Regions from separate parts of the Mus musculus genome. Here all the other regions are linked to region 1. Evidence: chromatin contacts called from public HiChIP or PLAC-seq and promoter capture Hi-C data. All regions are on one chromosome and are shown on one strand. The core of a region is the stretch at or near the end of the contact, and the rest is flanking DNA. Distances in the headings are between cores, read along the strand shown.

What was found. Promoter capture Hi-C pulls out the DNA fragments that hold promoters and counts their contacts. HiChIP or PLAC-seq counts read pairs in DNA pulled down with a chosen protein or histone mark.
Region 2: a contact with region 1 is called in an H3K27ac HiChIP or PLAC-seq map of large pre-B cells, with 5 times the contacts expected there. The contact joins two enhancer-like sites. A contact is called at or near these places in 8 of 39 promoter capture datasets (the 3T3-L1 cell line, the C10 cell line, the SN4741 cell line and 4 more), 2 of 15 datasets of contacts at CTCF or cohesin (large pre-B cells and stem cell-derived epiblast-like cells), 9 of 484 Hi-C or Micro-C datasets (the G1E-ER4 cell line, the N1E-115 cell line, embryonic fibroblasts and 3 more) and 1 of 115 datasets of contacts at active chromatin or transcription factors (large pre-B cells).
Region 3: a contact with region 1 is called in a promoter capture Hi-C map of pre-B cells. The contact joins two enhancer-like sites. A contact is called at or near these places in 2 of 39 promoter capture datasets (pre-B cells and stem cell-derived epiblast-like cells), 3 of 484 Hi-C or Micro-C datasets (the N1E-115 cell line, embryonic fibroblasts and embryonic stem cells) and 1 of 115 datasets of contacts at active chromatin or transcription factors (embryonic stem cells).

Annotation. Positions count from the first base shown.
Region 1 is chr11:68,497,398-68,500,287 of GRCm38.p6, forward strand. Pik3r5 (phosphoinositide-3-kinase regulatory subunit 5) reads left to right here. Exons shown (of 19, transcript NM_177320.2): 19 at 1-449. Among named protein-coding and RNA genes, the nearest start is that of Pik3r6, 4.2 kb to the right of the region's middle. Within about 2 kb of position 1,429, at least 63 of the 459 cell types and tissues checked have an H3K27ac peak or open chromatin away from gene starts, as enhancers often do. A contact at or near this core is called in pre-B cells, where this site is marked.
Region 2 is chr11:68,011,031-68,013,920 of GRCm38.p6, forward strand. Stx8 (syntaxin 8) reads left to right here. Exons shown (of 8, transcript NM_018768.3): 5 at 285-409. Among named protein-coding and RNA genes, the nearest start is that of Stx8, 46 kb to the left of the region's middle. Within about 2 kb of position 1,396, at least 4 of the 459 cell types and tissues checked have an H3K27ac peak or open chromatin away from gene starts, as enhancers often do.
Region 3 is chr11:68,198,569-68,201,458 of GRCm38.p6, forward strand. The region is part of intron 7 of Stx8 (syntaxin 8); the gene reads left to right. Among named protein-coding and RNA genes, the nearest start is that of Mir6406, 21 kb to the right of the region's middle. Within about 2 kb of position 1,428, at least 77 of the 459 cell types and tissues checked have an H3K27ac peak or open chromatin away from gene starts, as enhancers often do. A contact at or near this core is called in pre-B cells, where this site is marked.

The DNA.
Region 1 (2,890 bases), core at 179-2,678:
CTAACGGTAGAGACATGCATGGAACCCAATACAGCAAGAGCCTGAAGTTTAAATCTGTCAGACCGGAGGGCTGGACAAGTGGACAAGATGTGGCTGGAGCGATAAGGTGGTGGGCTGGCTCAGGCCTTGGCCTGGCACCAGTGAGTAAGGAACCTTGGAAACATAACAAGTTGCCACAGAGTTCTTACCATCATGTTCTGCACCAAAGACCTCGGTTTGTAGAAGCCCAAGGAAACTGCAGAGGGCTCCTGACTTGAGAGACCAGATGGAGCCACTATGTTGTCACCCCCAGTCCTAGCTGACGGTATATCTGCCAGGTTCCGGAGCAGTGTCCAGCCATATATACCGGTGTGCTTTAACCTGCTGTGTGAGCATATTGTTCTACTGTATGATCAATATGAATCAGTGAATGCGATTTTAATATTATTATCAAATAAAATTGATTTATTGTATATTTGGTCATCTATAGTTATGTTGGAGCATGTCAGAGTTTACATGTATCACTTCAGGGCTGGAGGGATAAGTCAGTGGCCCTCGCTGCTCTTCCAGAGGACCCAGGTTCAGTTCCCTGTACCCACATAGGGTGGCTCACAACTGCCTGTCCTCCAACTTGAATCTGATGCCCTTTTCTGGCCTCTGAAGGCATTCACGCACACACAGACAGACACACACACAAACAATACAATAAAAATAAATTTTAGCATAAGTAAGGCTTTTGGAGATTATATAGTTTATTTGTAATTTTCCACTCTGCACAATATATATCTGTGCTAAAATTTCATTGATACTCCTCCATTTCAGCCTCATCATACACACGGACTCCCAGAACAAACAAACAACAACAAAATCCTATACATCTCTACAGTTTCCTGTATTACTTCACTTGAGAAACATAAGCCTGTATATCCTGATGTCCCCATGGGCCTGAGGCTCCTGTCACTGACAAGAGATAGAGGACCTGGGCCCATCATACTAGGGAGAGCAAGGGAAGAGGTAATGGCCATACACACCTGAGGGCGGCCTTTACACTCGGCATACAAGGGGGAAGAGGAGGTGTTGGACACTGGCGGACACCAACTCCAACATCCCAGAATAGCTGCATTGGATGGAGGGGGAAGGCTCTAAGGAGGTTGCAGCTTGGCATCAGTAGGCTGCCGTGCATGTCATTCTTCCCCACGCAGCCACAGACACTTAGGGTTCATCTAGTCTCAGCTGAGCTTGGCACGGTATGGTCGCAAGCTGTAGGCTGAGTCCGGGTGTTTCCCGTGGGTCTCTCGGACACCTTGAACTTGCGTGATTGGCCACCTCACCACATCTGCAAGCTTCTCCCTACCCCTAAAAGGGGAGGCAGTTCTATTCCCAGGGGTGTTGCGGGGTGTCTGAGAGGAAGTGTGTAGCAGGCATCATGCTACTAAGACGGTAGTCTAAGAAACCTGCCTGTCCCCTGGGGTGCACTGAGCGGAAAAAGCCAGAGTTGTGGTTAACTCTGGCCTGCTGAGTTAAATGGGGACCTTCAAACTCTCCTGGAAAGGGGACACCCCCAGAAACAATGCCTGAGCCTCCTTTGCTCTTAGGCAGCTGGGGCCTGAAACCAAGTGGTCCATTACCTCTCCCTAAGAACCAAATGGCGACTCCATCAATGGCTAAGAGCTCCAGGGCAAGGATGCTCCCAACTCCCCTGCTTGCTCAGAGTTGAGAGAGAAGGGGGTGGGGATGGGGGGTTCCGCCCAGGCATACAGGAAATGCCAGGCACTGGTTAGGTTTTTGTCAATGTGATACAAACTAGAGTCATTTGGAGGAGGGAACATCAACTGGGGGATTTTCTTCAGCAGACTGTCCTGTGGGCATGTCTGCAGTATTGTCTTGATGAATGGGTGACATGAGAGGCCCGTCCCACTGTGAGCGGGTGCCACCCCTGAGCAGGTGATCCTGCTCTGTTGCCACCACTGGCCAGGCTGAAGCTAAGTGACCATGGGTAGTGAGCCAGTGAGTGGCTTACCTGGTCTTCCCTCAGTGATGGGCTGGGACCTGGGAGTCATGTGGTGAAATAAACTCCTCCCACCAAGCTGGGTCTTAGCCAGGGTTTTACCACAGCGACAGAGAAACCCTGTGGACTGGAAGATACGCAGATCCTTGGGAAGAGAACTTCCTGTTTCTATGTGTTTATGCGTGTGTGTGTGTGTGGGGGGGGGGATGTGGGTAGATCTGCTCCCCCCTCCCGCCCCCCCCCCATTTCTGAATCTCTCTCTTCACCTCTTTCAGTAAAGTCCAAGTACAGAAAGCTGCCTCTCCAGGCACAAACCATCCTCTGCCTCCTGCCTGAGGCACAGGAAGTTTCTTCCGTGTTCTACCTGCAGGCACACTTGAGGCTCTGAATAGCCCCTGGAAAGGTAGTTGTGGCCACAGCTGCTTCAGTGAATGCCAGCTGGGTTAAACCCACCTCAACCACACTTAACTCTGCACTGGTCAGGTGTTCTCGACCCTCGTGTTCCTGTTAGCTTCTGTGTGCCTCTTCTGACCCTGTGAGGTTGGCATTGTTATACCCATTCTACAGGTAGGGAAACTGAGACACAGAAGGGTTGAAGAATATACTTATGGTCCCTCAAGGCCAGATAATGGCCTCCAAAAGCGCCATACTTAACAAAGCCATCTCAATACATCACAAGTGGTGGGGTAAACTGAGGCCCAGAAAAGCAAAATTCACGGTTGTATCTGAGGCTGTCTTCGTTGTGATGGAATTGAAGAGGAGAGCTCCGGTCTCCTGATGGAAGGGATACTCTGTTCCCCCTCAGGAATGATGGGAGCAGGCTGGGGGAGGAGCCAAAGGAGGGAAGCTTTGGTAGAGATGGTTTGTCCTGCTCCAAGCAAGTCTGGGCTGCCTGAGCTCAGG
Region 2 (2,890 bases), core at 146-2,645, 490 kb before region 1:
ATAAACAGGCAACTTCCCGATGGCCTTGTGGTTTGAGACTTAACAACCTAATTTACCACCATCTTTGGAGGGTTAGTAGAATGCTGTGTAATTGTCTGGGGACCACAGCCTAGCCTCAGATCTCTTACAGCCCTGGGCATGGTCCCTAGAATAAACTAAGAGTGCGATAAATTGTGGAGATGGCTTTGCAAAGCGTGCCAGGCTGGCCAGCTCCGTGCTCGTCACAGTGATTTTCAGCCGGTTGTGTTTTGTGAGATATGTAATGTGCTTGCTATTGTTCTCAGGTCCAGCCTGATGAGCGAAGAAGCAAAGCGAGGAACTCCCAACCCTTGGCTCTGTGAGGAGCCGGAGGAGACCAGAGGTTTGGGTTTTGATGAGATCCGACAACAGCAGCAGAAAATTATTCAAGGTACCTATTGCTCCAGGACTGTGGCTCACAAGCCTGGCTATTCTGCTGTGCTTGACTATTCTTTATCTCTACTGAAAGCTAGAGTCCAAAAGTAAAGCTCTTGGTTTTGGCCTCAAGCTGCTTGAGGCAACGACTTCATTGCTGCTCTGACTCCATGGTCATCACATCAGCTTTTACCCTCAACTTCATCTGGACCATCAGGGTTTTTTGTTTGTTTGTTTGTTTGTTTGTTTGTTTGTTTTACCTTTTTATTTGTAGGTTCCACACTTTTGCTTTAAAGTGTGCTGTTTTTAAAGTTTCTCATTTTTTAAACTTTCAGAAGTAATGTACTGTTGCTATGGGTTCAGGCAAGATTTGGGACAGACAAGACAGAGAGTACTTTGTGATGCCTCTCCAGTCTCAAAACTAGAGGTGGATTAGTATGTGTATCCACAGTCCCGCTTGCATTACATCTATGTCTGTGTTTAGTATACATCTATGTGTATGTTTAGTATTTAAGTACACATGTAAATAGCACGTGAGGTACATAGCTATCTCACTATGTGAACATTTCATAGTTTTCAACTTAATGTTATGGCTTTTTCCCATGTCAGGGTGCCTGCTGCTCTTTCTACAGACGTATTTACTGAAATACAATTGGCATTATCATAAGCAGCACAAACTCAACGATTAGATGAACTTTGACACAGTATACACATGTGTTTGCATGTAAGCCCAGCACATACACATGTGCGTGTATGTTTGAAGAAAGCATCACTGGAGTCAAGATAGTGCACACAGCTTGCAGAAGTTCCTCCGCCTACCTCTGAGGGTCTTCCTGTTCTTCCTGTTGTCTCTCCCCAATTCCTCGACAGCGGCTGATCTGCTTTCTGTCGCTGTTAATTGGTTTCTATTTTCCAGTTTCACGGAGTACACTCATACAGTATCTACCCTCTTTGGGGGAAGGGGATCTGGCTTCTTTCTCTATGGCTAATTTTTAAATGCATCTGAATTGTCACGTGACTCTTCTTCACACATGCTGATTTTTTTATTCCCCTAAGATGTCTTTAGTTTTCTCTTCCTCTTTCATTAACCTGTAAGATATTTTCATATGTCCCCCTCACCGTTCTCTTGTCAGATAGCTTTGGGTTTTGTTTTTAGAAGGAAAATTAGTTTCCTTAAGATCCTGCAAGGGCGGCTGGCTGGGCGGCGACAAGGTGACAAGCGTCTCTCAGTGACAGTTTTCAGACTACGGATGTTGTTAAGTCCAGTTGATCAGGTTTTTTTCTTGTGTGATTTTTGTTTTGATTACATCGAAGAAAACATTCAGTAGGTTAAAGCCACAAGATTTATTGCCTTTTCATCTCTAGTAACTTTATAATGTCAGGTTTTCACGTCAAGTCTCTCAGATCTCTTTTGAATTGTTATATAGGCACAGGTGCATTTTCCATTTGGATATCCTTCTGGCTTCGAGCCATTCAAAAAATAAAATAAAAAGAATGCTTTCACTGATGAATGTCAAAGGTAATCAAATGGCCATGTACATATATACATGTATATACATATATGCATGTATACACATACATGTATAAACATATATGGCCCTGTCTCTTTGCTCTATTCTCCAATAATCTGCTTGTTTTAAGGGGGCATGAGCTTTGTGCTTCTCTGATAGATCACTAAACCAAGTGACATGTGACATCAGACTTTATTCTTTTTCTTGGTATTTTTGTATACTTTGGTTTTTCATACTTGTATTTGAATTTTAAAGTCAGCTTTGAATTTTTTTTTAAATGGCATCAAGGCACATGTAATTTTGATTGAGATGACATATTTAGGTTCTTTAGAAGAGAACTAATGTGACATCAGCAAGAATCCTCAATCCGTAATCTGGATTATCACTAAGTAAATCTCACATAGTCTTTCATTTTTCTTAGCATTGCTTTTTAGTTTTCATGATGCACGCCTCACGTGCCCTTGGTCAGGTTTATCCCTACATATTTTACGCTTGTATTGTAAATAGCATTTTAAATGTCCAGTGTCTGATTATTGCTCATATATAAAGCCGCTGTTTATATCTGTGTTGTCTGTGGATCACGCAACTGTGCCCACTCTCCCTAGTGTGCTCTAGTAGCTTATGTGTGGAATCTGCGGGTTTTTCTATGAGTAAGACAATTGGATTTTCTAATTTCATTGCAGATGCCTTCTGTGTATTCCTCTTGCCATATTGTACTTGCTGCAGCCTAGTACAGGTTTGAAAATAGATGTTCTTGCCTTGTTTCTGTTCCTCATGGGACGTGTTTATTTGAATCCAAGTTTGAATCTTTTTTTTCCTTATTATTTTTCAGTACTGGATATTTTTTAATTTTCTAGAAATATTTTTGTGAGTAGTTGTAGGATATAGTTATATTATTTGGGTCATACTTTTATTTCTATATTTTAAAAATGTTATGTATATATACATGTGTGTGCCTGTGTGTGTGCGTGTATGTGTGTGTATAT
Region 3 (2,890 bases), core at 178-2,677, 300 kb before region 1:
AAGTTGTCCTCTGACCTGCACACATGTACATATATGCATATAAACATGCATACATGCTGAAGATGGAGAAGGATGCCGCCCCACCTCAGCCGAGAAAGAGAAAGAAAAGCTCGGAGTGATGGTTTGCATGTCAGACAAGAACAAAACCAAACTCATGGGAGGCTCTTCTTGCCTTTTGCCTGGTGTTTTAATGAAAACTTTACTAAAGGCAATTAACACGTACACCCGTGAGGTAAAGTACCCTCAGGAAGGATGAGACCAGGGGCGGGAAGTGCTGTCCTGCCCACCAGTGTCTGGCTGTCTGGCCTGCTGAGCTGTGAGGTCGCTTGGTGGAAAGCTGTGATGTCCACACCACGAGCAGGCAAGTAGCATCGACTGCGTCAGAGTAGGCTGCATTTTCCAGCTGTCAATTAATTCAAACGAGCAAAAAGCAAACACATTCATCTTCGCCCACGGTCCTCTTCTTTCTTGGCTTATTTACCTAGTACTGGGATTCAAGGGGACATTTACATGAACTTTTGAAAATAAATATCCCAGTTCTGTCTTTTGTCCTGCTCAATCCCCACCTTTGGCTCCAGAGCCTGCTGCAAAACTAAAATAAAATATTTCTAAAATCTATGTTTGATCTGCAAGAACCAACTGGCTGATGCTTAAGCAAATGTCACCTTTGACAGCACAACTGTGAGAGGAAACTCATCCGCCGCAGGCGTTAGTCACACGTGTCTCATCCTCACAGGTGGTGGCTGCGTGGGGCTGGCCTGGTGGCCACGACTCTGCACAGTGTGACACACAAGGCAAGCGATGAGAACGTGCATTTTGGTTCAAAACAAGTAGCAGGGAGTCAGGATGGCTTGTCTTATGACAAACCCTGCATATAAAGAACTTCTGGACAAGGATGCCCTTGTGAAAATGGCTACCATTCCCTAGAAAAGCTGGCCTCCAAATTTTCCTTTTTTTTTCCCCCACCTAGCCAGTGAACAGTGAGGGCGGTTACCTGCTCTCTGCTGCAGTGGGGGTGTTGGCAGCACATGCTGTCACTCAGTGGTTTCCAGTGTTTCACTGGGGGGGGGGGGGGGAGCATGGGCCATTAATCCAGATGAACAATCTTCAGAAAACACGTCCCTGTTCCAAAGCCACAGTGTTAATTAATGTCCCTTCCTAATCTGAAAGGGAGTTTGTTTTCTTACATCTCTTTAAGTTGCCATATGCTAGACTTGTAAATATCCCAAGTGTTGGATACTCATCTGGTAAACTGACCAAAGGAAACGGACATTTCCCCGACCCTTGTAACCTGACCCTTGGCACCTCGTGCCTGCCCCTCAAAGGGACGCTTGAGTCTTGGGAGCAAACATCTGCCTGGCCAGGTGCCGGCAGTGCCATGGCAGGAGCTGAGTGAAATGCAGAGGAAGTGACCCAAAGCCGAGCCTTGCAGGTGTTCTGAGCTAGGGCTGGGCCCAGAGCGCTCATTGTTTAGAAGCTGGCAGGCTCCCAGGAGTTCAACTGTCAGTTTCATTCTGAAATGTCAAACATTTCCTTAGCTGGGGATGGATGGCGAGAGCCCCGGAGGCTGCAGCCCTGTTAGGAGGAAAAAGAAAACACCCCAATTTCTGTCTTTGAGAGTTGATTCAGTATGCATGGCTCAGGTTGTTTCAGGGGCCATTCTGCAAACTTAGACCCACTGTCCATGTCAGAAAGATGAGGGCTCAAGCCTGCCATGGTTATATGACAGTGACTGACTTCTGTCAGTGACTCTTACTGTAAGCCTTCGGGTGATATACACCAGAGACCCATTTCTGGCCACAGGGGCAAGTGAAGGTGCACATGGAAGCAGACTGGCCAAGAACCAGTTCAGTTCATGACAGTAAGTGTTCCTGGCTGCTTTTACTTTGTGTGTGTGTGTGCCTGGTATTTCCACCATAAAAAGTAGAGGCACAAAGAGAAGGAGATAAAGAAAAGGAATTGTATCTTAGTTTTTCAGCCCCAAAGGGTCTGGCCCTTTATCCCTGGTGAACCCTGTCTTCTGTTGGTTGTCAGGAGCCCTGGGTGGGCCCCCATGGTTTAGGAAGGGGTTAAAAGCACAGGTGAGAGCAGAGCTAGCTGGCTCCCCATGCAGCCCTCCAGAACCTCTGCTTCCTTGTATACGGAACAGAGAGTGGCCAATTACGGATCAGTGAGCCAGGTAATACACCTCTTGTCCTGAGCCCCGGACCTTGTTACTAGCTTTGACCTCAAACTGGGCTGAGCTTTAGTGCCTTTGAAAGGATCCATACTTCCAGGACATTTCCAGAAGGGTGCCGAAGCTGTCATCACAGATCAAACACTGTTGCTGTGATCAGGCCACTAAGTCAGGTCTTCGTGGCCCAAAGGATCCCGAAGCCACAGCTGGCTTTTACTTACCGCTTTCTTCTCCCCTACAAATGACTTCCTCAGTGCACCCAGCACTAAGTTTACTTAACACTGTTGAAAATGACCTCTCAATGGACTTGTGTTTGCCTGAAAGCATTTAAAATATAAAAGTCTTATTTGTTTTTGCTGTTGAAGTTCCCTTTTTGTCTTTGGATAAGCCCCTACTTTATAGCATGCAATCAACTTACTGTCTAAGGTGTCAAGAGGGAAGTATGCATCCCTTCGGGGATGTGTGTGTGTGTGTGTGTGTGTGTGTGTCCCAACATGCTGCTACTGAAGTGCCATGTGTCTGACACAGTTTCTGTGGTAGACACATTATCACCTTTAAAGGCAACACTGTATTTCTTTCTCATAGGCCCCACCCCTTCAGCTGAAACTTCCTGTCCTCTTTGAACTTCTAGAACCTAAGACACTTGGCTCCATGTACCTGTGATATTTGTTGGTTGATTTGGACCATTTTTGAATTTCCTACTTGACATATTTT